Linked DNA regions of Mus musculus: regions 1, 2, 3 and 4 are each linked to region 5. A link is a contact called in public ChIA-PET, HiChIP or PLAC-seq and promoter capture Hi-C data. All regions are on one chromosome and are shown on one strand. The core of a region is the stretch at or near the end of the contact, and the rest is flanking DNA. Distances in the headings are between cores, read along the strand shown.

Region 1 (4,428 bases), core at 1,543-4,042, 510 kb after region 5:
GGGAGCATTCCTTATCTGCGAGCTCTGCCAGTGTGTGAGTCTAAGCTCCTGGGTCCTGTTGGGGCTTCTCATAGCAACTTATAAAAATAAAATAAAATAAGTTTTTATAAGTTAAATAAACACATCCTGGTCAAATACTAAATTTCTAGTAAAAACCAAGAAGTACACTTTCTAAGAAGTTGACCAAATGCTTTGGCTTGAATCCCTACCCCCCAGTGCTTCTGTCCATGATAAAAGTGATGTATGACATCTCTCAGGGCACAGGCCCCTCTCCTGGAAGAACTGACATTTCACTTTTTCCTCTGATGGACAACGGCTAGAAGAGCTTATCTAGTGGTGTCAAAGATAGGTCTGGAGACTGGAAGAGATAGCAGCCACAGTATAAGGGTCTGTGTCCCTTCACTTGATCTAAGTATCCATCTCTAAAAGCAATCTTGTAGGAGCTTCCTAAAGGCTTGTGTAGCTGCTGTATGGAGGCATTCCATTGTTCAGGTGCTATGGAGGGACTTTGGGAAGGACCATGTGCCTTTCCCTTACTTTTAAAAAAAAAAGATTTATTTATTATATGTAAGTACAGCTGTTTTCAGACACATCAGAAGAGGGCGTCAGATCTCATTACAGATGGTTGTAAACCACCATGTGGTTGCTGGGAATTGAACTCAGGACCTCCTGAAGAGCAGTCAGTCATAACCGCTGAGCCATCTCTCCAGCCCCTTTCCCTGACTTTTGCCCTTAAGAACTGTGATTAGCTGACTGTGGCAGAATTGATTTCCTTTTGGCTTACCAAGTGAAGGCTGATGGGGAAGTTCGCGTGGGGGATCCAAACTCCTGCTAAACTCCACACTGCTTTCACTCTTAGTGTTATTGAAGCTCTAGCAGTTGACCTTGTGGTCTAGCTGATGATCTGGAGAAAGGGCTGAGACCAAGGAGACTGTGTAGCCATGCCAGAACAGTGTGTTCAACATCCAGCCTTCTTCACTTCAAGTATTCAAGGGACTACTACTGGCAATGCCTGGTCACCTTTTAAGTTTTCACAACCAGGAGAAGAACCAATAGGTGTCTGGAGGGTGGAGGCCAGATGTGAAGTTGATGCTGCAGTGCACAAAGCATAGTCAGCATTCACACTGGACGACTGTAGGAAAATGCATGCCGGTATCTGTGTGCCTCACTTCACTCATTGCAGATTTGGGATAGCACTGGTTGATGAGGCTTTCATGTACCTACGACGCCTGAGAACAGAACCTGAGTTCCAGCCTTGGGGTCCAGGCCTCCCTTTGAATCTAGCCGTCCCACTCCCAATATGGGGTACTCCTATGATATGTTGTATATGTCTGGTAGGAACAGGCTGTGAGGGAGCTATCCTGAAGCCTGGGTCCCTGCAGAAGTGAAGATCAGTGGAGGGCAGGGTCAGGGAAGGCGCGTCACAATGCCCGGGTTCACTCAAGGCCGTGCTTTTCCCAGATCCAGCACACTGAGGACATGGAGAATGAAATCGACGAGCTGCTGCAGGAGTTCGAGGAGAAGAGTGGCCGGGCCTTTCTGCATACTGTCTGCTTCTACTGAGCCTCCTGTGCTCGGTGCATGGCCTGCCCTGCACAGCCACCTTTGTTGAAGCCACTTTTTCAGTGTGTTTTCCTTTCAGATATTTGTTTTTACTGCTAGGTGTACATCATCAATGTACTGTACATATGGAATGAGACGTACGCAGAAATGCCAGATTCAAATCCATTGTTTTTAACCAAAAGAAATAAAGATGGTTTACTCTACAGCCTACAGCAAGTGTCTGTTGTTGGCCCTTTTCTCTCCACTGCTGAATTGTACAGAAACCTAAATAAAGCAACAGGCTGTCTTATTAAGGGGAAAAAAAACCTTGGAATTGCCACAAAATAGGTGCTGCTAGAAGTCTTTGGTTTGTCCTGAATTCCTGGCCTGACTCCCTGCTGAGGAAGAGACTACTCGGCCATTGAGTCCAACCCTGTGATAAACCTGAGAGCACCCTTCTGAGAAGTAGGGCCGGACCCTGGTGCCTTAACAGCTCAGGGCCTGTGTGAGCTGATATAACTGAACTCCTGTTGGAACCTTCAGATACAGTGGGGTCTGGACTTGGGGGGCTGGAGGTCAGCTGTCCTCTTCCTGCTTTCCAACACAGGGCAGGGTTGGTTCTTCTGTTGTCAGCTCTGTGGCCAGCACAGGGCTTGGGACTCAATCCCAGCATGACCGGCAGCCACAAGAGGATCATAGACGCTGGCAGCTGTTCCAGCACCCCTTCCTCCTCAGAAATCGCCTAGTCTTTCCCACAACTGCCACGATCTTTATGGCATACTTGGCCCATTCCGCATCGCATCCGTATCGCCTACCCTCCTGCCCTCCTACCTCTGCTCATGTAGTCATTAGTCCCTGGTTCCTCTGACTTTCCAGGCCCCTCCTCTGATGGCACTTTCTTGCTGGAGGAGGCGGGTGCTGACACTTCCTGTCCCTCTCTGGAACCCGGAGAACCAGAAGGAGGGGCCTTACTTGGGGAAGTAGAGCAGAAACGACCACCTGGTCCAGGCCAAGGCCCAGTCCAGCGCGGCACTGGGCAGGGAGACCGGAGCCAAGGCTGATGACATGGGGCACAATGTGGAGCCGAGGCCGGAGGGGAGGGGTCTCGGGCTGCGTCACAGGGACAGGAGTGGAGAACCTCGCCCCTGGATGCTGGCGCGGGGCGGCGAAGTCCCTCCCCGGAGGCGGAGGCAGGAGGAGGAGGGAGGAGATAGTGAAGAAGAAAAGGAGGGAGGGAGAAGCCTGGAGGAGGGAAGAGGGAGGAGGGAGGGGGCCGCCGCGCAGACCGCAGGGAGCCGGGCGCAGGGAGCACCGGAGGGCGGAGCGGAGGGCTGCCAGCAACGGGCGACAGGCGAGCGACCCCACGTCAGCCCCCACATCTCGGCTGCCTGTGCCCGCGCCTGCCCCCGGGGTCCGCGGCGGCCCGGCGCGCGAGCGCTGACCTCTGCGGAGGCGGCGCGGGCTAAGCATCGGGCCGGGGCCGGGAGGGGCACCGGGGCCGGGGGGCGGCGCTCCGGCCCGGCCCGGCCCCGCCCGATGTCCATGAGTGCGAACACCATGATCTTCATGATTCTGGGGGCGTCGATCGTGATGGTGAGCGGAGGGGCTTCCCGCGCGCGCCCCCTGCTTCTGCCGCCCGCCCGCGCGCGCGCCTACCCCACCTCGCTTCCTTGTTTACCGGCCCGTGCGGCCTGCGCTGCCCTCGCTGCGATCTTGCGCTGCCCTCGCCCTGGTTGCCCTGCGTTTCCCCACCCACCCACCCACCCCTGCAGTCTAGTACTCCCCCTTGGCACCCCTTTCGGCCCGGCCCACTCCTCGCCCTGACCGGTCATGGGCTCTTCCAGGCCATCGCGTGCTTGATGGACATGAACGCGCTGCTGGACCGATTCCATAACTACATCCTCCCGCACCTGCGGGGCGAGGACCGCGTCTGCCACTGCAACTGTGGCCGGTGAGTGCGCCCCGGCTCTAGGCACTACACGCGTGATCACACTTGTGCAGCGGGCCCCACTTGGCCGGTGAGCCCGGAGCAGGCTGGGCCGCAGAGCCTGGCTGGATGATGGGGGCCGCTTCTGCCCGCCAGGTGCTGGGGGAGGGGTGGCTAACGGGAACCCTAGGTCAGCCAGCCGCTCCCTGGGAAAGGAAGCATGACTGAGTCTGTTAGGAACTCCTTCCTCCAGTTCCTTTAGAGAAAAGGCTGCCTGGTGGTGGCATTATGGGCCAAGGAGCCTCCTGGTCCAGGGCCCGGAGGCCTGAGAGCAGCATCCTTGAGTAGTGTCCACAGTGGAAGCCAGGAAGCTGGTTAAGCCTGGGGCAGTAGTCTTGCCTCCGACCCAAGTCTTCCTCCTGGGCCTACTGTGGCCATGGCAGGCAAGAGCAGGAGGTCAAGATAGGAAGGGCCTACCTTGAGGAACACCTGCCACAACTGATGACTATTGTGCAGGGGAGGAGCTGAAGTAGCTACGCTGGGGTTTGCTCAAGGTCACAATGAGACCCACCACACCCTTCAGGGACCTCCCCTTCTGTGCATGTGTAGTGATGAAGTCTTCTGGCCTTGCATGTTTGTATGTCCATGTATGAAATAAACATCTTCTCATGAGCCGCGCATGTGTGTACTGTCTGTGCATATACATGTGCGTACACAGCGCACTCGAACATCCGCATGCACTCATTCCAGAGATGCCCTCATGCGATAACCGTTGTCCCTACTGTTCAGACTGGGAGGAAGTGGATGGAGGCTTTACAGAGTAGACTTCCCCAAGGTTACACAACTAGGAAAGAATAGGGCTAGAATCCCAGAACCTCAGTTTCTTATCCCACCCTATGTTTCGGCTCCAGAGGTGTTCCTTCACACGGGGGTATAGGGTATGTCTTGACAGTTGCATA
Region 2 (4,953 bases), core at 694-3,193, 610 kb after region 5:
CCCAAATCTTCTACCAGTGAGTGATCTTTCTTTCTTTCTTTCTTTCTTTCTTTCTTTCTTTCTTCCTTCCTTCCTTCCTTCCTTCCTTCCTTCCTTCCTTCCTTCCTTCCTTCCTTCCTTCCTTCCTTCCTTCCTTCCTTCCTTTCTTTCTTTCTTTCTTTCTTTCTTTCTTTCTTTCTTTCTTTCTTTCTTTCTTTCTTTCTTTCTTTCGGGTTCTTTCTGATTGGGAACAAACGAAAATCCCACGGAAGAATAGGAAGTACTCTTAACCACCAAGCCATCTCTTCAGCCCCAGCAGTGCTTTTTTTCTTAGGTTTTTATGAAGGATTAACCTTTGCAATTCCAGATCTGCCTTGGCAAGGTTAGTTTACAGTAGCAATACAATGTCATGGTGTCATGGCTATGTGTCTGTGTTTTATTGCCACCATGGCCAAGCAGCTACCCTGCCCTGGTTGGGCATGTTCTGTTTTGGCCTGGAGCCTGTTTGAGATACAGGGGGTCTTTTGGTTTTTTGAGACAGGGTTTCTCTGTGTAGCCCTGGCTGTCCTAGAATTCAATCTGTAGACCAGGCTGGCCTTGCAACTCAAAAGAGATCCATCTGACTCTGTTTCCCAAGTGCTGGGATTAAAGGCGTGGGCCACCACCACCCAGGAAAGTATAGGGATCTTAACAAGGTTGGCTTTACTCACCTCCTGGAAGACTAGAAACTTGCTAGTTCCCGGGATTGTGTAAGGAGGATGCTTTGCTTGGTCTCTTTCCAAAACTTGTTTCCACTTGCCCTTTCTCTTATTGTCCCTGACTCTACAAAGACCTGTCCCGATACGGGTTGTTGTGAACATGACCATTTCTCTGATGGATTTATTTACTTTTATTCATCTCCTTGAACCTTTAGTTATGCAATCCAAGGAGAAACACATCAAATAAAAGCTGGCCATGTTGAGGACTGGGAGCACCAAGGTGAGGGCTGGAATCTAGAGACTCCATTTGCCTTTTGTGGCTAAACCCAGGGTGAGAGTCTGAACTAAAGACAGACTAAAATGCATAAACCTTCCTGTTTGGGCTAGCGCAGTGGTTAAGTGCTTGCCACATAAACCCGACAACTTGAATGAGATCCCTGGAATTCACTTCCTTAAATGTGGAAGAAGAGAAATGACTCCATGTGTGCTGTGGCATATGCAGGTGCACATTGTGCCTCCCCTCTCGAAACATCATTAGAAAAGACAAATATCTCCAGCATCCCCTCTCGAAGGTAGGGTACACGCAACATCACTTTGTGACCTCAGTTACACAGCTGGGACGACAGCCTGCAATTTCTGCCCTCTTATTGGTTTATGTAACTTTAGCTAGGTTAATGCCTGAGAATGAGATATTTGGCCACTTTGTGTTAAGAATCCACAGAAATCCCTCATGCGAGGCATACGTAGTTTCTCAAATGAAGGAGAACCCTAGTCTTGCACCCCTGTCCATCGGAGCCAGCAGGACTTTCTGGTCCACACTGAGGTGCAGTGGATTGCTAGGCTCTTGCCAAGGAAAGCAGCAGCCGTATTCTGAAGAAGCTGCTTTTAAGTTTTGGGATAAAAATTAACGTGTGTGTGAGGATATTTAAATTTTTCCTCAGGGGGCTGGTGAGATGGCTCAGTGGGTAAGAGCACCCGACTGCTCTTCCGAAGGTCCGAAGTTCAAATCCCAGCAACCACATGGTGGCTCACAACCATCCGTAATGAGATCTGACTCCCTCTTCTGGAGTGTCTGAAGACAGCTACAGTGTACTTATATATAATAAAAAATAAATAAATCTTTAAAAAAAATTTTTTTTTCCTCAGGGCACACTAAAGAAATTAGGACTTTTTTCACTTGAGATTAGCGGCAGGGTAGGACCGCGGAGCAGGAACAGGGCGGAGTTTCTGAGGCCTCAAGAAGCAGAGCGCCCCATTCTGCAGCCAGCCTATCCCACAGGACTATTAAACGACCTGCCGCCCTAACAGGAGGAGCGCCACTTGTCACTTCCGCAGTCCTACGGTCCATGGCGGTACCCGGAGGCTAACCGGCTTGGGAGAGACGAAAGGAAAAAAATATATATATATATACTGTAAAGTCCGCGTGCACGCAGAGAGCACTCTCCGGGATTGTGGTGGGTGTCGGGTGTGGGCACTTTTTACCCGGAACGTTGTTGCTGCTGGACAACAGCGGCAGGGGAAGCGTCCCCTCCAACCGGAAGCGATCGCCTTCGGGCACGCAAGGATCGAGTTAGCGCAGAGCCGGGCACCAGAGGGCGCTGCGTAGGACCAGGGACCGGAAGTGGTCGAGGTCAGAGGCGACCTGATCGGTCCTAACTTCCGGGATTCGGTGGGCCTGTTGCGGGGCTCAGATGATGAGCGGCGGCGGAGCTCGCTTGGCCTGCGTCTGTTTGGTGCGTGCGAGCGTCGATATCGTCCTGCGCTGTGGGTTTCGCTGCCTGAGCGGGAACCGTGGGTGGGCGGCTTACAGCGACCACGCTGGTGGAGAGAAGTAGGGACAGGATTTGCGCTCAGAGCGACTTTTGAAGATGTCTCCTTATCGCGGGTCAGGGGGACCCAGGGTGATGGGATATGCGAGGCCTGCGGCCGAGAGCACTGCCCGTCGCCGCTGCGTGACCTCAGCTGGTTCCTGTGTTCTAGCTTTGAGCGCTGCCGCCGGACCAACTGCTCACCATGTTCCTGGCGCGCCTGACTTCACGGCTGGCCAGGACTGTTGTTCCCTGGGCAGGTAAGACGCCCCTGGACGCGGAATCCACACCTGACTTGGGGATGGGAATCATCGCGGCCCAGCTCGCCTTCAGTAGTCTCCTGTCGCTACTGGGAATAAGAGCCTGGGCACAAACCTTTTCCTGCGAGCTTGCATGTAGTATGTAGGAGCACATCACAACTCCAGACGGAAGGATAAGGGGCAGGCCTTACCATTTGGGTCTACATGTTGCCCTAGCCTGGGTAGTAGTGGTGTTCTGATCTGCTGTGATGGCACTAGTAGCAACTGTGTTGTTTCCCCAGGTTTCAGTCGTTCCTGCCCTGGCTCCGGGGTGATTGGCAGCTATGCTTTTCGACCCCTTTACAGTTTGCAGCCTGCAAGCCCAAGTCGGGCTGCCTCCCTCCCTGGTAAGAGGACCCAGTCAGAGCTTGAGGAGTTCCTGGTCCCCAGGAAGATGGCCATCAGTCCTCTAGAGAGCTGGCTGACTGCTCAATACTTATTGCCCAGACGGAATGTCGAGGTCCCAGTGACTCTGGCTCCCTCCCAGTTCTACGAATGTCCACCTAGGCAGGGGGAGGAGGAAGCCCAGCAGGGAGTCAGGGAAGCCTGGGATGCCACTCCAGTGCAGTGCAAAAACGTGCTGAAGATCCGAAGGCGAAAGATGAACCACCACAAGTACCGTAAACTGGTCAAAAGGACCCGGTTTCTACGTCGCAAGGTCCGGGAAGGACGTTTGAAGAAGAAGCAGGTGAATATGGGCACTCCCTTGGACCTAGACTGACAGTGGTTAAAAGAGGCTTTGCTCGTTATAATAAGTTGGTTGTCTCCTCTGCCCTTGCAGATCAAATTTGAGAAAGACTTGAAGCGCATCTGGCTTAAGGCAGGCCTGAAGGAAGCCCCTGAGAACTGGCAGACCCCGAAGATCTACCTGAAGAACAAATAATCTGGGTTCCTGTCCCTCTGGCTCTCTTGCTGCTTCTGACCCACTATAATAAATATTGGAAGGACTCAATTATTCTAGGCCGACCTAGAGTTTCTTTGGCTTGGTGTGAGATCTCTTCGGGTAAAAAAAGACTCTGTCATAGGAACCCAGGGCCCAAGTGTGCCTAATTGTCCTTGACCTCCAGCCTGACTAATCTGCCTCATTTAGAGATGTGTGCTCTGGGACCACTGAACAGCTCCAGGAAGGTGGACATCAATGTGAATACTGGGTGTCCTGGTGTCCTGGAGCTGAGGGGTACCTGGGTTAAGGGGAGTGCTGATTATGGAGTAAGAGATGATCTGTGAGGACTCAGGAGGGAAGCAGAAAAGGGAAGCTCAGATGTCTCAAGAGATGGCACGTGGTCCTCTGTAGTTGATGAGCCATTTAAGTTGCCCTGTTGGCTGGGATGGACTCGTCTTGCCACAGGGACAGGGTATTGGGGTGGGTCGCCAGTGTTCCCAGATGTCCCAGCTTCTGCTTGGCTCCTCAGCCGTGTGGGTGGGAGCATTAATCAGGAAGGTTGCCTGGATGGTGTGTTTTGCTAGGTTCAGTGTTGACATCTTACTACAGAAGATGCTGTTTTTAGAGTCTAGCTTGGGGAAGAGTATCCCTGCATCAAGAGGAGTGTATGCTCTGAATAGTTGAGGACCTGGAAGGACCCTGGCCTTGTATACCAAGTTATGAGGGAGCTAGGAATAAGCTTGGGAACTGAACAGTGCATCTGTTAGGCCACGCGGGCCCTCATGAACCCTGCTCTCCGATATCACCTGAACTAACAAATCTAGGCTGGCTTAGATGATATTGATAACCAGATGTCCCTTGGGATCCAACTGTGCCCCTGACCAATGAATGTGAATCAGTGAACCGGTTTCTAAAGGCAGGGTCCAATAAGGGCCTTGTGCTCTCTGCTGAAAAATTGAAGCTGATTGGATGGAGTGCAAAAGCCAAAAACCTCTAATGTAGTTGTGCTTTTACTAGTGACCATAAGGGGGCAGCAACCAGGCTCTTGGCATCCCACAGTCCCTGGCAGAAGACCAGAGCAGCTGGCTGAAAGCTCCTGTCAGGGCTCCCCAGCTGTGGTACTCTTCCTGAGTCTGGGTCTCCTGGGGTGACTGGAACAAGGGTTCTAGGGCCAGGGCCTCAAAGATGGAGCCTTGTTGAAGTGGAGCATTCTCTCTCTGATCCAGTTCTGGCCACGTCTAACCCTGTAGCTCCCTGCATTCTGCTGGCACTTTTGGCTGTCCACA
Region 3 (4,890 bases), core at 294-2,793, 540 kb after region 5:
TGTACAGAGCAGTCCAGCTTCAAACTCAGAGATCTGTCTGTCTCTGCCTCCCAAGTATTGGAATTAAAGGCATGAGCTCAAGACTTTTTTTTTTCCTACAAGAGCAGAGAATTGACTCACCAAGTGCCAGACTCTCTCTCAGAGGGTCTGCATATTATACCTATTTAAATTAGGGCTTCCCTATAGGATCTTTTGAAAAACAGAACACCCGCATAAACACAAAATTGAGAATGGAAACATCCTTCAATAAGTATTCATTCAACAAAGCTGACATTTCAGGCTTTTAAAAAATTTTTTATGTATTTGAGTTTTTGCCTGCATATAAGTATGTATATGTCTGGTACCCTTAGAAGCCAGAGGAGTCCTTGGATGCCCTGAAACTGGGGTTACAGAAGGTTTTGAGCTGTCATATAGGTGCACAGAATTGAACACAGGTCCACTACAATAGCAACAAGTGCTCTTAGCCTTTCAGCCATCTCTGCAGCCCCCTGCAGGCTCTTAAAAATATTTCAACTAGCTAGGCATAGTGACACACGCCTCAGGAGGCCGTGGCAGGTGGAGCTGTGATTTCTCTGACAGCCTGGTCTACAGGAGTCTCAGCCAGGGCTGCACAGTCTTTATAAAAACAAGAACAAACAAAGCAAAATAATCAAAAAAATCCACCTTACATTACACTTTGGCACAAACTGTCAACATCAAAACAAAAATGTGTCATTTGTTGGGAAAAGTCCTGGCCTTTGGGATCCATCAATGCTAAAATCTGTCTCAGAGAGGATCAACCTTTACGGACACCCTCACCTCACGTTCCACAGTGGAATGCTATCATCCAATAGTAAACACGACATCTACTCTCTCCTTTTTAAGTGAGAGATTGCTATTAACTACCACAACACAGGATCGCCTGACCTGGCTATGACTTTTGGCCTGCACCACGTGGAGGCAGCTAGAAAGCCCAACAGTAAAGTAGGTAAGGCCAACATTGGCACAGGGTCTCTCCTACGACCTACGTGTTGACAGCTACAAGTGCAAGAGGGTGGCAGGATCGGGGTCTCCCCCAATGCAGGACGGCTATGACCAAATGTCCCATAAGCGGCCATTCAGGTCACCTGAAAGGTACGGCTGCGAACGACCACTGTGCTGCTAAGACGTCAAGAGGACCAAAGTCCTAAGGGCAGCAGCTAGTGCCTCCGAGAGAAACCTCCCATTTCCCAGGGCCTCGGCCCGCCAAGCCCAGCCCGCGCACTCACGCGAGTGCTCCAACTCGCGAGCCGCTTTGGCCGCACGTTCCAGGCCCGTCGGGTCGAAGTTGCTCCATTTGTCCTTGGGCGATGGCCGGTCTCCCGCCCCGCGGTCACCGCCGCCCTCCGCCCCGGGTTGAGCGGGCGGCAAGGGCAGCGGAGGCCCTGTGCCTTCGCCCTTGGGGCCCTTGATGCCGAAGAGCCACGACATGGTCTGCAAGCTCCGCGCGCCCTCGGCGGACCGTACCGGAGCGTGACTCGCGAGGCTCCTCGCAGTCACCACGCGCCGCGGGCGCGACTCACTGCGCAGGCGCGAGCCACACCCCTTCCTTCTGGACGACGGAAACCTAGGAGGGTCAAGACGTTCTCAGCCGCCGGATTGGCCGCTGACATAGGGACGCCAGTGGCGTCGGTGGCACGATTTGCCCAGCTTTCTAAGGAGGCGGAACTGGACAGAGCTCCTGGACCAGGCAAATAGGAGCAAAGTTTTCGAGGTGGGTGTGCCTTCATCCTAGAAAACTTTTTTTTTTTTTTTTTTTTTTTTAAGCAAAGGTGCTATTCCTCTGGGGTCGTTCTGTACCTGTCGCTATAGGCATTTATGGAGACGCCCCAGCCACAGAGCCCACAGACGATCAGAGACACTGGACTCACACCACGGAGGGTCAGAACTCTTCTGCTGTGAATCCTACCCAAAGAACAGAAGAGGAAGGGAAAACCTGAAGGTGCTGTGGGTCTCCCGGAGCTAATTTTTTCCGGACTTGAGATGCCTCAGGTCACTGCAACTAAGGGCGAAGTAATCGGGGTGAGACCTCCAGCCGGGAGGACTAGAGAAGGGGTCCCTGGCGCCCCTCGACCGGCCGGGCACCCCTGCTGTGACCCCACGCTTTCTCGGAGCCGGATTCATGTATATCTGTGGCTGCTTTGAGCGTCTCCAGGCCAGCGGCTCCTACAGCCAAGCGTGCATAAGAATAAGAGAGTTACTTAGGTCAGAGACTTGGGCGCCTCTGACAAACAATCCTGCACCATTCTGCTACGATTGCTCAGGCGGTGTTTTGAGCCCGATCCTCTTTGGTGTTTTGGCAACCCACGGCGGCTATTGGCATGCTGCTGCTTTGCAGTACAAGCCAGAAAGCCAAGCCGACTCCCAGAGCCTGCAGAGGGTACATTACACTCAGGAGCTACTTAGAGTGAGGGCTGGTGCTCCAGGCTTGTGCTTGTTAGCCAGTGAGCGCTCCTTGGGAGCCTGCTGAGCCAGGTGCCTGCTCTGGACCTAGGGTTGACCTAACCTTTGGGCAAGTGGAAGGTAGCATGGACAGTGGCAGTTGTCACTAGGAACCCACATTTACCAAAGTCAGCGTCTTGGGTCCAGGCATCTTTCATAAAACCGGTTGAGTTCACAGAATTGTTTGGACTGTTTTTTAACACTGGACAAAAGGCAATTTTAAATGATAAAAAAGGAAGTTGAAGGTATGTTATTAGTCGTATTTATTTTTTATAAAACTTTAATTTTTTAAAATCTTACTATTAATGATAGTTCTTGAGTGCTGTAACCTTCCTTATAGCCCACCACCCATCAGAGATAGTGGAAAAAGGATATGGGGGAGGTAGACCTGTTTAGAAATGGTTCTTTGGAACAACTCCTGTCTATGTTGTCTGAAAATCAACAGTTCATTTCCCAGGTTAACAGCAGCAGCTCCATCCATTCCCATACACTTCACAAACACACTAACAGTCCAGTTCGATAGTCTGGATAACAAACATGAATCAGCAGTGGTGACACAACCTAACGGAGACAGCCAAGCCACCGCCTCTGTAGGAGGGACCAAGAGGAATGCCAAGAGAAGTTCTCAACTAGGCCTCTCTCTTTGCAACAAAGATCAGCAAAGATGTGTTGTACAGCTAGCTCAATAAGCAAGTCTAGCTCTGCTTCCATCACTGTCCATCACTGTCCAGTGTTTCTTGATATAAGGTTTCTTTGAGCTCTGACACTCCTGGAACTTAAGCTGCAGATCAAACTGTCCTGGAACTCAGAAATCTGCTACATCCCAAATGCTTGGATGAACCGTGTAGGTCACCACCATTTGTCTTAAATTTAAATCCTAAGATTATTCTACCTGTGACCCCTGTCCCCCAACAAAACCAAATGAGTTTCCCAGCAATAGCCAGACATCACTCATTGGCCATAAGGGTTTTTTGTTTGTTTGTTTGTTTGTTTGTTTTTAAATGGACAAACCACGTCTCTCATAGCAGTCGCCTTTGAGCTTAGATGGGTAAGTAAGGAGGGTCAGAGCTTTTTTTTGTTGTTTTTTTGTTTTGTTTTGTTTTTCGAGACAGGGTTTCTCTGTGTAGCCCTGGCTGTCCTGGAACTCACTTTGTAGACCAGGCTGGCCTCGAACTCAGAAATCCGCCTGCCTCTGCCTCCTGAGTGCTGGGATTAAAGGCGTGCGCCACCATGCCCAGCTAGGGGGTCAGAGCTTTTAAAGCCACACACCTTTCAGTCTTTTGCTGTATTTGGTAAGCACATAACCTTTATAAAATTCTGAATCTTGACTTTTTCAATTTTTTTTTTTTTTAAAGCGTGGGCCTAGAGAACGGCTTCGTGGCTAAGAAGAGTATGCACTGCTCTTCTAGGGGACTTGAGGTTTATTTCCAGCAACAACATCAAGCTTCTCCCTGCTGTTTGTAACTCCTTTCTGAATCCTCTCAACTCACAGATACATGTACAAACCCGCACAGGTCATGAACACTATTAAAATTAAACATACTTTTGTTTGTTTGCTTGCTTTTTTGAGACAGGGTTTCTCTGTGTAGCCCTGGCTGTCCTGGAACTCACTTTGTAGACCAGGCTGTCCTCGAACTCAGAAATCCGCCTGTTTCTGCCTCCCAAGTGCTGGGATTAAAGGTGTGCGCCACCACGCCCAGTTTAAACATATTTTTTTTAAAATATTTATTTATTTATTATATATCAGTACACTGTAGTTGTCTTCAGCCACACCAGAAGAGGGCATCAGATCTCATTACAGATGGTTGTGAGCCACCATGTGGTTGCTGGGAATTGAACTCAGGACCTCTGGAAGAGCAGTCAGTGCTCTTAACCGCTGAGCCATCTCTCCAGCCCCCCATATTTTTTAAGTATTAGGATGAAGCAGGTGGGAGGATCACTTGAGCCCAGGAGTTCGGTTAGGCTGAGCAATATAGCAAAACTTCGCATTGAAAAAAAGAAGAAAAGAAAGAGAAGGAGAAAAGGAAGTGAGACAAGTCTGGGAAGGTTGGCAAGACCCTGTGTCAGATAGCAGGGGGGTTGATTGATTGATTGATTGATTACCATTAAGAGGGCAGAGGTATAGCCTCTCCCTCTGAGCAGCTAACTCTATACCTTACAGTCTGATAGGATGTAGACTGTCTCTGAAATTTAACTATTTATGGATAAATGTCTAGGTCATAAGCTTTGGCTCATTCCCCGACTAGTTTATAACATTATTGTATTCTATGTGCGCCACATGGCTGGTTACCTCTCCTCAGTTTGATGTGTCTGTCTGCTAAGAGTTTGGGGCAAATCTCTTCCTGCACCTGACTCTATCCCAGAGTTCCTCTCTCCCTCCATGACCTCCCAGCACCTTCTATTTTTTGCCTTAGCTAAAAGACCCTCAGG
Region 4 (4,376 bases), core at 1,340-3,839, 580 kb after region 5:
GATTAAAACAAAATCACATTCATATAATATTTTTTTGTTTTTAAAGAAACCAAAATTGTACAGAGAAACTCGTGTACAATGTATGGGAGCATTGCCTGTCAGTAAAATGCTGTTGGCCCATCAGTTTATGCAGGAAATAGAATTAGGGAGGTGGAAGTTCTGGTACAGAGATAGGATTCTGGGATAGAGTCAGGCACAGGGAGGATTCACCCTGAACTCCGAGGAAGATGGTTTCATGAAGCTGAAGGAAAGGTAACTGGCCACAAAGGTAACTGACCTAGATTAGTTAAATGGGATAATTGAGTTATGAGGCAGTGGAAAGGAGCCAAAGTAATAGCCTAGGCACTTATTCATATGTAAGAGTTTCAGAGTCATCATTTCGGGGAACTTGGATGCAGGTAGAAAAGCCCACAGATACACAAAATCCCAGAATTCTCACTACAGTTAAGTTAATATTTTTCAAAAAAATTATTTTGTGTGTGGGTGTATGGCTGTTCACCATTTGTATACAGGGCCCTGGAGACTGGAAGAGGGTGTTGGATCCTTGGAACTGGAGCTGTGGATGGTTACGAGCCACCATGTGGGTGCTGGTAATTGAACATGTGTCTTCTGCAAGAACAAGTGCTCTTTAACTGCTGCACCATATCTCCAGTCCCAGTTTAATTATTTTAATTATGTTAGAAGTACAATTTTTTTTCCTTTCTACAGTTTCTATAATCTCTGGTTAGTATGCTACTCATCCTTGAACACTCTGTTAGCTAGCTAAATTCTACTTTATGCAGTTTAATATTTTTTTTTTCGAGACAGGGTTTCTCCGTATAGCCCTGGCTGTCCTGGAACTCACTTTGTAGACCAGGCTGGCCTCGAACTCAGAAATCTGTCTGCCTCTGCCTCCTGAGTGCTGGGATTAAAGGCGTAAACCACCACACCCAGCTCCTGTTGGCATTCTATTTTTTTTTTTTTTTATTTATTATATGTAAGTACACTGTAGCTGTCTTCAGACACTCCAGAAGAGGGCATCAGATTTCTTTATGGATGGTTGTGAGCCACCATGTGGTTGCTGGGATTTGAACTCGGGACCTTCAGAAGAGCAGTCGGCGCTCTTAACCACTGAGCCATCTCTCCAGCCCCCCTGTTGGCATTCTTACTTGGACTGTGTGGTTGGGCTTCAGAGGGAGAGGATGTGCCTAGTCCTGTTGGGACTAGATGTCCTAGGGTGGGGTGGTACCCAAGGGGGGGGGCTCTCCTTTCTCTGAGGAGAAGGGGAGTGGGTGAGAGTGGGAGGGATTTGTAAGGGTGGGACTGGGAGAAGGGGGTGCTGCAATTGGATGTAAAGTGAATACAAAAATAAATTATTGAAAAAAAAAAAGAAAAAACAAGAACCTACAAAAGAACATGAGAAACACTCAAAGACATAAAAACTCAAATTCAGAAACCATAATTGTTTAGTTTCAGATCCTGGGACAGGGAACTCAGGTACATATTTTACATATCAAAGCAGACCTGGCTTGCAGGTTCTCCCAGCATCCCTCAGTTCCTACCTGGCAAGGACACTCTGCCCCCAACCTTAAACTTTCCAGCCCAGGGACTGAGCTGCCCTTCCACCAAAGGCTCCTCCCTATGTAAGCCAGACATTTTGGCCAATCCTCCTCTCTCAATCCTTTGGGCCAAACCTACCTTTAAATGTTCTAATCTGACTTGAATTGGCTCATTTCACCTGTGAAGAAATAACCTATCATCATCAATAATATAAGCAAACGAACAGTAAAGTTAAAAAAAATTCCCAAACAAAACAATATGAGACCCCCCCAAAAAAAATCTCCCAAAATACCTTTGAATTTGTTTTCTGTTGGCCATCTGGACCTGGGGCCTGCCCTTAAGGTGTGGTTTGTAGTATACTATGTAAGACTCCCTGTGTAAGACTTTCCCTCAAGGAAAAACTAATTTTTCTTTTAGGAGCAGCTGGCAATTGGAGATAGCTTCTTGGTTGGGGATGAGAGTCCATGTCTACTTCCTCATCTGGGACCTGACAGACAAATGTTTTACTTTGTTGTTTTTTGAGACAGGGTTTCTCTGTGTAGCCCTGACTGTTCTGGGACTCATTCTGTAGACCAGGCTGGCCTTGAACTCAAGACATCCATCTCCCTCTGCCTCCTGAGTGGATCGAAGGCATGTGCCACCACCATCTGGCTTGGTGGCCAACTTTTTTTTTTTTTTTTTTTTTTGCTTTTCGAGACAGGGTTTCTCTGTGTAGCCCTGGCTGTCCTGGAACTCACTTTGTAGACCAGGCTGCCCTCGAACTCAAGAAATCTGCCTGCCTCTGCCTCCCAAGTGCTGGGATTAAAGGCGTTCGCCACCACCTCCCGGCGGTAGCCAACTTCTTACTCAGACCTTTACTCCAAGTAAAGCTGGTGAATAAGCTAAATTCTGCTGTTGTTTTCTTTCTTTCTTTCTTTTTCTTTTTTAAAAAGATTTATTATATCTAAGTACATTGTAGGTGTCTTCATACTCTCCAGAAGAGGGCGTCAGATCTAACTACGGATGGTTGTGAGCCACCACGTGGTTGCTGGGATTTGACTTTCGGAAGAGCTGTCAGTGCTCTTAACCCTCTCTCCAGCCCCAATTCTGCTGAGTTGACTGCGAGTCCCACTCCGACTGTCAGCTTCGCCTTCATCTCGGTAGAGCTTGTATCTCCCACAGCTCCAGGAGCTCAGCCCTCCACCCCCCGAAACTTGGCCTCTGTACCTGCGGGAGGTTGGGCTCCATCCCCAGGATACATCTTCAGGACAGTAGATACCTTTGTTCATGTGAGCCTTTGACTCAGACTAGCTGTCTTTGGAATGGGTTTACTTGATTTAATTTCCTTTACTTTCTTTTCCTTTTCTTAAACATACTGTTCACATGGCTATTCTTATTTATTTATTCATTTATTCATTCATTCATTTATTTATTTGGGCGTCAGATCTTGTTACAGATGGTTGTGAGCCACCATGTGGTTGCTGGGATTTGAACTCTAGAAGAGCAGTCGGGTGCTCTTACCCACTGAGCCATCTCACCAGCCCAATTTCTTTTACTTTCCTTTAGGGTCAACTGATGCCCACAGAAGAGCGGACCACCGAGTGTTCCTTGGCGGTTTCTGTAGATCTGATTTCCGTCCGGGACTGCTCGCCATCCCCGCCCGCGGGGCTTCCTCCAGTTTATGCTCTAACCATTCTCCCGCGTGCGGACGGTCTGGCACAACGGAACTGAGGGAGCGAGTCTAGAGGCGCCCCGGAAGACAGTGCTCGCACACATCCGGCAGGGCTGGCCTGTCTGACCGTTGACCCGGAAGCGCTTCTGGCAGCCGGTCGGGCTTCGGGAGCCCATCATGGTCTTCCTCACGACGCGGCTCTGGCTGCGGAACCGCCTCACCGATCGCTATTGGCGGGTTCAGGAGGTGCTGAAACACGCTCAGGTGAGTGCGCGAGTCGCGGCCCGAGGCGTGGGGCGGGGGTGGAGGGCCGCGCTGCCATCCCGACACCCTTCTCCCCTCTTCTTCATCCAGCATTTTCGGGGAAGGAAGAATCGCTGCTACCGCCTGGCCGTCAGGGCGGTGACCAGAGCCTTCGTTAAGTGTACGAAGGCCCGCAGACTTAAGAAGCGGAACCTGAGGACCGTAAGCCCGACCCCAACCCCCAGCTTGTCCTTCATCTCCCTAGAGCTAGGCTCTCTTCCAAACCGGCTTCGGGAGCTCAGCCCTCCATGCCCCCGGAGCTTAGCCTTCTGTAGCCGCAGGATGTTGACTTTCATTCCCGAGGAATTCCCTTTACATGTTTGGGCAAAAGTGGTTTTTTGTTTTGTTTTGTTTTGTTTTGTTTTGTTTTGTCATTTGTGAAAGCTGTACTTGTGCGCTGGGTTATAGTTCTTGTAAGTACTTATGAGCTAAGTCAACAGGGCCATAAGAAATGTCATTTCTGACCTTGACAGTAAGAACGTGTTCCCTAAAGGCTCAGCAGATATAGATATAGAGGACATGCTGGTCTTCTATAGCAACTCAAAACTGTCTATACTTCTAGCTCCAAGGGATTTGACTCATTTTGGTCTCCATGTGCACCCACCCACACACATCCTCACAGGACATATCCAAATATATACAAATTAAACAAAACAAACAAACAAACAAACAAACCACCCCAGGACTCCCTAACCTGAATGTGGGTACAGCATGATGGTTGTGTTCACTGTGTGGACAGTGTTGTTGTGGGTTTCTGTTCTGTTCTCAGCTGCACGGGCCTTTGAAGTAGAGTGGTCCTGCCTCGGGACCTGGTGATTTGTTCAGGCCCAAAGTTTCCAGTAGTGTTGTGAACACATGGGAGCATCCATTTACGGGAAGTGAA
Region 5 (4,666 bases), core at 265-2,764:
GACAGCTAGCTAGCTTCACTTTAGCTGTCTGTGCCCCAGTATTTAAAGGAAAAACAGGAGAGGCAGTAAACATGCATGGATACTCAGCTGAGGACCACAGGCAAGAAAGCATCCCAGCCACAAGAGAGAAAGGGGCAAGCTTCATTCTCATATGGACAACTCTGTCAAGGTCCCATGGTGATATGGGCCAGAAAGTCACAGCCTAGGTCCAGGCACTCTAACCTCCCAGAGCTTGAAGTTGCCACTTTCTCAGACCTTCAGAGCTTAGCCTGAATGGTCAAGGGCTATGAGCCCCGAGAGGGCTCTCCCGTTTACTCTACTCCATAAGAGCAGCGCTCAGACAACACGAAGATGGCCTTACCCACAAGAGACCGACAAGCCCCCTACTTTTCTAAAATCAAATCAACCCAAGGCCTGATAAGGTCGAACCACGAGCCCCAACCTTTTGAACCCAGAGGACCCAGAGCAGAAGGACCCCACCCACCCACCTTGAGCATAGTTTGCCAACCCCCAAGACCCGGGGACACTTACCCGGGGCACCCTCCGCTTGTACTTGTTGGCATAGTCGAACTTCTCCTTCACGTCGTCCAGGCAGCGGCCAAGGCGGGCCTGCTCCTCCTTGCCCGTGTAGTCCTGGCTCAGCAGGATGTAGGCCCGCCAGTTGGCTGAGTCGAAGCCCCAGTGGCAGGTCCGGTTCTCCAGGGCCTTGTGCGAGTGTACAACGAACTTGTGCGGCGGGTACATGAGGCGGCAGTCGAGGCACTGGATGCAGGCAGCGCTGGGACTGCTGTACAGCTCGGGCACCAGCAGCCCTTTGCACTTGCCGAAGCACTCGTGGTACACGCGGACGCTGCGTTCGCTGAGCTCCAGGCCCAGCGCCAGGCTGGCCGCCAACTCCTTCTTGCAAGGCGGCGGGTAGGCGCCGCCGTAGAGCAGCGCGTTGCACAGGCGCTCGGCGTCCGTCTTAGTGATGAGCCCGCAGGAGGGCGCGGAGAAGGGCAGGATGCCCATGACTTTGAGGATCTCCAGCTGGTCGGCGGTGCAGCGCGAGCAGTAGATGTGCAGCTCATCGCACACGGAGTTGATCTGCTGCAGTGAGAAGTCGCGCAGCACCGAGTTGAGGATCTGCGGCAGGCACAGACGCTTCTCACCTCCCACCACGAAACAAGAGATGGTCTCCCCTTCCAGCACGGTCTCACAGCGCTCGGTGGAGCGGTCCGACGGCATGAAGAAGGGCCCGGGAAGCACGGGCGGCGGCGGCTGGATGGCAGGCAGGTGCAGCACGGGCGGCGGCTCCGCGGCAGTGGGCACCGGCGCCGGCACTGTGGCCGCACCCGCCTCCTTGGCGCTCTCCTTCTTGTAGGCCTCCTGCGCCCAGCGCGCCGAGAAAGCGGCCGGGCCGCCCAGCGAGCTCATGGAGCTCAGGTGGAACTGCTCCAGCGTCTTCTGCAGCCCCGGGTGCGGCTGGAAGCCGCCCCGGCCGGCCGCTGCAGCTTCCATGGTGCGATCGGGCTCCCCCGGCCGCTCCCGCTCCCGTGCGCCCGGGCCCCCACGGCCTCCGCCGCCGCCCCGCGCACCCCGCCGCCGCCCGCGACCGCGGCCACGACCGCCCCCCGTCGCCGGTTCACGGCCGATCACGGCCCCGGCCTCGGCCTCGCCCGGGGGCGCGAAGGCGAAGGCGGGCGGGGCGAAGGGGTCCCGCCGCTGGAGCCCGCCGCCGCCCGGGCCCGGCGCCACATCCACGCGCCCCGCGCCGCGCCCGCCGCCGCCCGGGCCCCCCGCGCGCGCGGCGCGCCGCCGCTGCCCCGCTCCTCCCACCGCGCGGCGCCCGCTCGGCTCGTCCCGGCGGTGCTGACCGGCCGCGTCGCGCCCGCCGCCGGCCCCTGGCGGCCTGCCCGCCCGCGCGGCCGCCTGCCGGCTCCCGGCCGCCCGCTGGCCCGCGCGCGCGGCTCCCGGGACGGCGGAGGCGCCTCTGGCCCGCGGCCTCAGAGCGCCGCGGCGGCGCGGGGCTCTGCGCACTGGGCGCACATCTTTCCGGCGGCTCGCTCCGGCTCGGACTGAGCGCCGGGAGCTGAGCTCACGCCGCCGCGCGCCGCCCCGCCCCGTACCGCCCCGCCCCGCCCGCGCCAGCCCCGCCTCCCGCGTTGTTTGTTGCCGTGCGTCCGCCTCAGCCGGAGTGCGGGCCAGGAATGTGACCAGCTCCGGGCGGGCTCTTCCAAGAACGCGCGCTCCCCCTCCCGGGCTCAGTGGCGCTCGGCTACGCCCGGACCGGACTCGGCCAAGCTCGGCTTTGTCCGCCCACAGCTCGACTCCGCTCGGCTCCCCCGTACCGGAGCTCGGCCCCTCTCGGCAGTGCTCGGCCCCGCTCGGCCCTACTCGGTACCGGCTCGGCCCTGCTCGGCCCTACTCGGTCTCGCTCGGCCCCGCCTTGTGGAGGCCACTGGAGGCGGCCACAGCGGAGGCGCCTGGGGCCCCCCTTCCGGCCGAGGCCGCTTCCTGCGCGGCTGGGAAGACTCCGGTCCTGCTGCCACCACGGTCTTGGGGCCCCCGAAACCCACAAGGCCCCTGCCACAACCACAGGCCAGCTGAGCGGCGGTCCGCAGTAGATCTGCGCCGCTGCCGCCCTACATCCCGGGGTTCCCGTTCTAGGTAGACACTGTGAAGTAACCTTCACTCCCCACACTGCTGGACGTCGTGCTCCACGAGACACTCATAACAAGGACACCACAAAACAAAACCCAGGTTCCCTTCCTCATAGCAAGGATGCCACAAAACATTCGGGTTCTGATACAAGAACGTCTCAAAGCACCCTAGGGTCGCCACACAACCGAAGTTCCTACCCCCATATGATAGGGGCAACACAAACACGCATTCCAGGTGACATAAAGGACACCACAGAACACTCATGCCAGGTTACTCTTATGTTGAGAAGATAGCTCAAAAACCCATGTGCCTGCACAAAGAACCACTCAAGGTCTTCAGAGCAGGACTGCCCAAAGTACTTCTGGGTTTCCATGTGTAGTGATATACAGAACTCCACACTCAAGAACAACACAGGATTGCAGAGCTCACAGCATGACCTAGGGATGCAGAGGAGGTACAGCTATGGAGAGTCCCTGTGTCACTCACTGGCAGGTAACACCGACTACCCCATGAACTGTGACCCAGCCTCTCATCAGTGATATAGGTACCAGCAACATCTGTCTACTGGACCCTGTTCTGTGAGGTGGGAACTTAGGAACGTAATCCTATATTGAAGAAGCTGCGTCTAGTAGCTTTTGGCCCTTCTTGAGCCAGCCATTAGCCAATAGCTTGGACAGCAGATCTCTGTGATTCTCAGGCTGGCAGCTGCTATGATCCTTACCCTGCATCCTCCAGGACTGGGAACCAAGTATCCATGTGCATAGCAGGTATCTAGGTTACGGCCTGAGTAGGACTACACTGGCCCTCCATATATTGGCTATACATTGGGATCAAAGTAAGGCAATCTTGCAGAGTGTCACCCAAAGTAGCTAACATATAACAAAAGGGCTGACACAAGGATTCAAAACCAGACCCTGAAGGACAGTTTAAGTGAAGAAGTGAGAAATTTCCCCCTCAAAGACCCAGGGCCTCAAACTGGCCTGGGCACAGGCCTTTCCTGATTGGTGAAGTAAGAGGGCCATACCCAGGGCGGCCTGAGTTATCTTCAGCTTTTGACAAGTTTCTGACCTCCTGGGTAAGACCAGAACAGACACAAGCCAACACTCCCAGACACAGTGCCTACCTTGGAGCTGGCCAGGCATCTCTGTGCAAGCCTCAGCTGCTCCTACCTCAAGGCAGGCCTTGATATTCAAAGTCTGGAAGCTAGATAGTTCCCTGTATGAAGACAAAAGTCCGCTCCTGTGTTCCCACCGTGCCCAGGGGATCATCCTTCCGTGTTAGCACAACTCGGGCTCCCAGTTTACTCTTCTGACTTCATTCATAATGAGGAGTTCCCACTCTTAGCTCTCTCTTCTGTCAATACATGCGACAACTGGTAAGGGATTGGCAGGATAGCTCATCAGGTAAATGGTTGCCCTCAAGCCTGACAGTCGGGGGTAGAAAGAGAAAAATGCTCCCATGACTTGTCTGCTGACTTCCGTACGTGCACTATGCCATGAGCCTCCCCACAACTTAAAGATCTTTTTTTCAGTGTAGCAAAATAAGCAGTTGGGTTTTTTTATTTTTTTTTTAAAGACAGCTAATTATTTCATGAAGGGAATATTTACAAAACAAAAGAGACTTAGTTGTATCCCTGTAGATAGCTTTGTCTGCACACGTGCAGACTCCATACAAATTAATGTGACGTTTGAGAGAGTGACTTCCTTGCATGGGGTTATATTCCACCCAAATCAGGCAAATTGTAATCCAAAGAAGGTGACTTAGACAGCCCTTGAATGATCTATGCAAGCTAAAACACACTTTTTATTTTTACTCAAGCACTTGGGAACAGAATCAAACAGATCTCTGGGTTCCAGCCTAGCCTAGCCTACACAGTGAGGCCCATCTCAAAACAAACAAACAAGGAAGTTATGATCTTTATCTTAGTGGGGCCCTGGGCACCAGTCTGGGTGTCCAGTGCTTTCAAAGATGCTAAAATGCGTCCTGTAGCTATCTTAAGACCCAAGCAGGGACTAGCATTGAC

Evidence for each region. ChIA-PET counts read pairs in DNA pulled down with a chosen protein or histone mark. HiChIP or PLAC-seq counts read pairs in DNA pulled down with a chosen protein or histone mark. Capture Hi-C pulls out chosen DNA fragments and counts their contacts.
Region 1: an RNA polymerase II ChIA-PET map of effector CD8 T cells shows a contact between it and region 5, with 6 read pairs. The contact joins the promoter of Tmem240 here to the promoter of Ski in region 5. A contact is called at or near these places in 2 of 39 promoter capture datasets (liver and pre-B cells) and 3 of 115 datasets of contacts at active chromatin or transcription factors (bone marrow-derived macrophages, effector CD8 T cells and pancreatic cancer cells).
Region 2: an RNA polymerase II ChIA-PET map of memory CD8 T cells shows a contact between it and region 5, with 37 read pairs. The contact joins the promoter of Aurkaip1 here to the promoter of Ski in region 5. A contact is called at or near these places in 2 of 39 promoter capture datasets (liver and pre-B cells) and 1 of 115 datasets of contacts at active chromatin or transcription factors (memory CD8 T cells).
Region 3: a contact with region 5 is called in a promoter capture Hi-C map of liver. The contact joins the promoter of Atad3a here to the promoter of Ski in region 5. A contact is called at or near these places in 3 of 39 promoter capture datasets (liver and pre-B cells), 2 of 115 datasets of contacts at active chromatin or transcription factors (bone marrow-derived macrophages and memory CD8 T cells) and 1 of 9 other capture datasets (liver).
Region 4: a contact with region 5 is called in a FOXA1 HiChIP or PLAC-seq map of pancreatic cancer cells. The contact joins the promoter of Mrpl20 here to the promoter of Ski in region 5. A contact is called at or near these places in 4 of 39 promoter capture datasets (cranial neural crest, liver and second pharyngeal arch cranial neural crest) and 2 of 115 datasets of contacts at active chromatin or transcription factors (effector CD8 T cells and pancreatic cancer cells).

The regions. Positions count from the first base shown.
Region 1 is chr4:155,732,012-155,736,439 of GRCm38.p6, forward strand. It overlaps Tmem240 (transmembrane protein 240), which reads left to right and starts at 2,793. Exons shown (of 4, transcript NM_001101506.1): 1 at 2,793-3,135; 2 at 3,387-3,493. The coding sequence starts at 3,079. Ssu72 (Ssu72 RNA polymerase II CTD phosphatase homolog (yeast)) reads left to right here. Exons shown (of 5, transcript NM_026899.3): 4 at 1-34; 5 at 1,462-1,868. The coding sequence ends at 1,563. It overlaps 1500002C15Rik (a long non-coding RNA gene), which reads right to left and starts at 2,431. Exons shown (of 2, transcript XR_001784583.2): 1 at 2,374-2,431.
Region 2 is chr4:155,829,326-155,834,278 of GRCm38.p6, forward strand. It overlaps Aurkaip1 (aurora kinase A interacting protein 1), which reads left to right and starts at 1,944. Exons shown (of 4, transcript NM_025338.4): 1 at 1,944-2,410; 2 at 2,658-2,745; 3 at 3,027-3,472; 4 at 3,566-3,773. The coding sequence starts at 2,691. The coding sequence ends at 3,667.
Region 3 is chr4:155,759,555-155,764,444 of GRCm38.p6, forward strand. Atad3a (ATPase family, AAA domain containing 3A) reads right to left here and starts at 1,544. Exons shown (of 16, transcript NM_179203.3): 1 at 1,248-1,544. The coding sequence starts at 1,449. Atad3aos (ATPase family, AAA domain containing 3A, opposite strand) reads left to right here and starts at 1,638. Exons shown (of 3, transcript NR_027972.1): 1 at 1,638-1,732; 2 at 1,831-2,223; 3 at 3,816-4,006.
Region 4 is chr4:155,800,289-155,804,664 of GRCm38.p6, forward strand. Mrpl20 (mitochondrial ribosomal protein L20) reads left to right here and starts at 2,590. Exons shown (of 5, transcript NM_025570.3): 1 at 2,590-2,807; 2 at 3,085-3,454; 3 at 3,545-3,655. The coding sequence starts at 3,368.
Region 5 is chr4:155,221,021-155,225,686 of GRCm38.p6, forward strand. It overlaps Ski (ski sarcoma viral oncogene homolog (avian)), which reads right to left and starts at 1,515. Exons shown (of 7, transcript NM_011385.2): 1 at 532-1,515. The coding sequence starts at 1,500. Gm42364 (a long non-coding RNA gene) reads right to left here. Exons shown (of 2, transcript XR_881641.2): 2 at 4,420-4,666.